Regions from separate parts of the Gossypium hirsutum genome. Here region 2 is linked to region 1. Evidence: chromatin contacts called from public Hi-C data. All regions are on one chromosome and are shown on one strand. Each heading gives the region's core, a stretch centred on a gene start, on an enhancer-like site or on the middle of the called end of the contact. The rest is flanking DNA. Distances are from core to core; before and after follow the strand shown.

The links. Hi-C and Micro-C count contacts between places; a contact is called where the count stands out from the background.
Region 2: a Hi-C map of leaf shows a contact between it and region 1, with 2.8 times the contacts expected there. The contact joins the promoter of LOC107948531 here to the promoter of LOC107948396 in region 1. A contact is called at or near these places in 10 of 34 Hi-C or Micro-C datasets (anther, callus, hypocotyl and 2 more).

Annotation. Positions count from the first base shown.
Region 1 is chrA04:61,392,275-61,394,974 of Gossypium_hirsutum_v2.1, reverse strand. It overlaps LOC107948396 (F-box protein PP2-A15), which reads right to left and starts at 1,359. Exons shown (of 3, transcript XM_016882930.2): 1 at 771-1,359; 2 at 480-598. The coding sequence starts at 1,082.
Region 2 is chrA04:61,639,633-61,642,332 of Gossypium_hirsutum_v2.1, reverse strand. It overlaps LOC107948531 (SRSF protein kinase 1), which reads right to left and starts at 1,413. Exons shown (of 4, transcript XM_041111350.1): 1 at 940-1,413; 2 at 1-490. The coding sequence starts at 1,149.

The DNA of each region.
Region 1 (2,700 bases), core at 110-2,609:
TATTTATGCGTATATGTATAAGCATATATACATACATCATCTTGAGCTCAATACTTAATGATCAACAAAGATACAAATATTCAGAGGTTTCAGCCTTTCCACATAATACCATTTGTATAAAAACAACATCAACAAGCAGCAAAGCCTAGAAAACAGCAGTTGATTAGCATCCAAATGCATTTCCTTCCACCAAAGGAAAAAAAAGGTGTAGATTGATAATACAATTTACCAAGAGTTCCATTCCAAGAAATATATAGCTTATCCATCGACATGCTCCATGTAGAAGAAAAATTATAAGCAACTAATTCTACTTTATGCTAGTTCAAGCAATCAATACAAAAATCCCACTCCTATGGTTAAAAAAATTTACTAGAAACATTTCAAGATACAAGTATATCAATCCCATATTAAGTGAACGTCAAATTAATAAATTCCACTTGAAACTTTAGCATCGAAATGTGATGATGTTAATATCAAACCTAGATTCTTCAGTAGCAACCCTATTCCAATATCTCCGATCATCGATTCCAGTAATTGCCATCCCTTTTGCAGATATTGCCATGCATACCCTGCCTGTCACTCTGTCTAGCCATACTTCCTGCATCACCCCATGTTCAACCGTCAATAATCTTCACTTGCTCATCTAATGATAATAAAGCAGCTAAACCAAACAAAAAGGGAAAATCATTTAACAAGGAAATGTCTAGATATTTAAAACAATAATCAAAAGGTACCGGGCGAAAAAAAAACGAACTTCTATAATGACCTACCTTATATCCATCATCAAAAGGTACCGGGCGAGAAAGAAGCGCAAAAATGTCTTTCTTGGACATGTTCTGGTACCTCTCAGGAGGCAACAAATTTAGCAGATCTTGAAAATTAGTGGGTAGCTTCTTTACCCAGATGGAGTCGGAGGAGGCAGCCCCTCTAAAGGCGCGATTCAACCTGGCGAGATTGCAAATCTCCGGGGGCGTCAAGTTCATGAAAACGCAGGCCAAGCAGCCCTCGGGTATGTCCCCCAATCCTGGTGTCATCTCGGTCCTATTGGTTCCTTCCGTTCGTCTGGAAAGGGAGGCACCCATGAAATCCTTTCTCTTTAAAAAATACCTTGTATTTCTATTTATAAAAATTCAGTGTTTTAGAGGTAGGTTGGTGGTGAGAAGAGTGAAGAGGGGAGGGAGAAAATCTGTGGATATTTTCTACCATTTTACTTTGGTTTGTTTTTTCCGGGAAAATGTGTGTTTGGGGGAGGTGGGAAAGAAACCGAGGCAAAAATGTTTGTTTAGAATTTACCTAGACAGACTTTTGAGGATGCGTTTGGTGGGGTACATTAACCGAAACGGAAATGGAATGCAGCTCTTCTTTTTATCATTTTTTCTATAACAATATTTATATTTTTTTTTATGTCATATGCACATCAAGGACACCCATATTTTACTATTACAATCATACTCCAACTTCAGATTTTTTCTCTTACCATATATCTTATTCATTATAATTCTAAAATTATTTATAATCCCTCTCTAATTCATAAATAAAATTATTAACGTTTTTAACATACTCAAACAAACGTCCTTCTATATTGATAATAATATTCATATCAATCGAGATAAAACTCAAAAAACCCAACTTTGAATTCTTAAAGAAAATATTTAATTAAATTACATCAAATAAACTATCTTGATAAACATGATGAAATTGTAAAAGTTTTATCCTCTAATCTATTAAAAGAAAAAAAAAAGGACAAAACTTGATCTTTCCATAATCTTTGTTTCCCTTTTAGGAATTTTTTTTTAAAAAGAATTTTATGGATGCCCATTATAACTATACTGAATATTTTTCATCCAAATTAGTTAAAATTAAATTTTAATATCCATAATAATCATGTCACATTCTTTATTAAAAAATCATCAAGTTCAGTTTGTATTATTATTGTTACAATTTCACTTTATTCAACTCGATTCAAATTTCATTTCATTCGACTTAATTTGAAAAAATTTCAAATTGAGTTAGAATGATAAAATAGGACTCCTAAACTCGATTAACTCGAAATTTTTCACTCGATTCGGTCGAACGCTCACCCCTAGTTTTGATCTTTAATTTTTAATTGTGGTGGATTTTGAATGTTTGTGCTTTAATTTCCATTGGGCAATGAAATAATAGTGATGTCGATTGAATTCTATTACTCCATTAATTATTCGATAATTGAGAATTCAATATTAACAAGTTATAGTTTTATTTGGTAATTGTAAAAACATTAGAATTTTAGTTTTACTAAAAGTATAGTTAATGCATATTTTGGTGTATTTATATGTAGATTTATTTTGTGCGTTAAAAAATATGTTTTGGCGCATCTCAAGTTTACTGATAAGAATTGCTTTGATGCATTACTACATTATTTGTTTGATTCAAATTTTAATTGATTTATATGATATATATTTAATGTTTCCATGTGTATATTATTATATTTTTAAATAGAATTTAACAAATTGGTTCGACAGATTTATGATTGAACATTTCTTATTAATAGCGATTCCTCGTGGTTTTTTTTTTTTTATTTTCGATTAGAAAACCTAAATCATATAAGTTTCTCATTGTTTTAAAACATTATTAATTAATCAATTAAATTAAAAGAAAAGGGTCTTGAATTTGTGAAATCATAGAAGACGCTATTTTTAAAGAAAATAATTCAAATTCAAT
Region 2 (2,700 bases), core at 164-2,663, 250 kb before region 1:
GCTTAGCCTTTCTCCGAAACTTTTTCTTCTGATTTCTACTCAAATCCCCATTAGTAGACAGCACCGTCTTGTCCTTACTATTTGGAAGGATGAGAGGAGCACCCGACTTTCTAGGGTCCTTGGATGGATCTATCATTGACAACAATAAAATATTTTCCGGCTTCAGATCAGTGTGTATAATGGAAAGCTCTCTATGCAAGTAATCCAAGCCCATTAGAATATGGAAACATATCTCCTTAACCATATGAATAGGCATGCCACGATAATCAGAGTACTTGATGAGAGTCAAAAGATTATCTCCCAAGTACTCAAACACCATACAAACATGCTGCCCATTCGGACCTGAATGCTTAAAATGATCCAAAAGCTTCACCACACATTTTTTATCCTCTTTATCCCCATCCGCAATCTGTTGCAAGATTGTTATCTCATCCATCGCTGCCTCAGTGTAATGCTGGGCACTTTTTTGTACTTTCAAAGCTACATAACACTGTAGTTTAAAAACAAATTATTAAATATAACATAATCAAAGCAATTTAACTAAAATTAAAAGAGAATAGACTACATTTCTTAGTGATTTTTCTGCTGTTTCATAGTCAAAATTGATCAAGCAAACAAATGACTACTTGCGAGTGGCAACGAACGCTTTTTATTCGTTCTTTACAATCCATTATATTTTTCTCCGTTGTTTTCTAGGCAAAAAGTGTTAACACGATATTAACACAAATGAAATGATAAAGGTTCTTCTTTAGATGCTTTTCCTTCAATTAAAGGATCACAAACAGTCTTATCAAATATTATTGAAATAAACCAAATAAATAGAGCTAAAAGGCAAACTTCTTCAATAAACTAAGCAGATTTAATTATAGTAGGCATAATTGAAGTGATCAACAAGGGAAACGAAGCAAGATCTGCTAGAGAGAAAGAGAGAAAGAGTACGGAGCGGTGAGTGTCCCAAGCGAGCCAAACGGTGGAGAAATGGCCCCAACCGAGCTTGCTTTGTACAACGTAACGACCGTTCTTGAAAGTGTCTCCGATTCTAACAGCGTGATAACCGCCCCGCCGGTAATCTTCCGTTCCTTCGTCTTCCGATGTCAAATCCCCGCTCTCAGTCCCGGTCCACTCTTCTTCCTCCTCCTTGTCCCCCATTCCCTTGTCTTCCAAAATCTAGATAAGGAAAAACTAAAAGGACATAATTTCTAAAAATTTCAACAATTCCTCGATTAGATTCAGCTGGATCAGCAGATCTTGCAGCTACTCCTATGATAGAAAAAGGAAATTTTCTATTTTCTTCGTTTAGATTGAAGGAAAATAAAATGTTGGAAAAAGAAGGAAAAAAAAAAACTTTTTCGGTTTTTGTGCGGGAGTATAATCCCCGTATGGGAAGTAGGGACTTTGAAATTTGGGGTTTTCGTTTTCTTCTTTTCCTTTTTTAATACGTGGCGTAAAAAGGTGGGCTGGAATCCTCTGTGTGTGAGGTGTCGTCATTAATCGGAAAAATCCAACATGATTGGAGTACTATTACCAGTAAAGCAACATTTATTTTTTAATTTTGAAATTTAGATTCTCTCAAATAATTTAATAACATTGTTAAGATGAAATTTAAAAATGTATAATTTAAAAAAATTACAAAATTTTCGTAAGTTGCCCATTGAAATTTTTTTTTTAAAATTTTAAAATGACACGTAGTTAATTTTTTTAAAAATTTAAAGTGTCTACAATTGAACTTAAATTTTAAGTAAAAAAATTAAATTTTTAAAAATAAAAAATAATGATTAAATTTTAAATTTATGAAAAGTAAGAGTATTGTGATATATTTTAATTTTTTTAAAAATTTTAAAAAATAACTATTAAAAATATTTAAAAAAATTCATTTATTTTGGTTTTTTAAGCTGGCCCTTCCTTCCAAGGGGATTCGATTCTCTTGTTTCTTTCATTACCAACAAAGAGTTTTGTCATTTGCAGCATCGCCTCTAATCTTCTATCCATCACTCCACCACCAAATTAAGCAATTTGCTCTTACTTTCCAAACTTACAATTTACTACTTTCATCCTTTTCAATTATTTTTCTTATAGGAAATACCCAAATATTGAAACTCCACCTACATTAAAAAAAAAATTGTCTCGACCCTTAGACCCAACATTTTATGAAAAAATTGACTCGGCTTCCGACTCCAACCAGAACTTATTTTATTACATTATACAAAATTTGTAATTATAAAAGAACTAAATCATTTAGTTTGATGTTACTAGAAATTTTTGATGGACCATTTATAATTACAAGTATGTTTGAACTCATAAGTCAGATTTTTTTTTAACCATTAAGCAACACAAATATATACGAGTTTCAAACGTGGAGAATTTTACAGTCATCCAAGCTTTGGTGTTGCAGAAATTTATAGAAACAAGGGGAAATATGCAAAAGCCACACCTCAAGTAACACACAAACTATCAACCCTTTTCTCATCACTACACAAATAAAAAAAAAATTATAAAACTCACGGTCAAGAGATTTTCCATTGAGGGGTTCAATTCTAATTAAAAATTATAATAGAGGTAATCTTGTAAATATCTTGAGACGGCACAGGTTTATCCGAATCCCTATCTTGACGTGTCTAGTTTTAAAATTTAATTCACTCTGAACTTGATTTAAGTAAAAGAGAAAATCGACATTATAAAATGGAATCCATCAAAATCCGT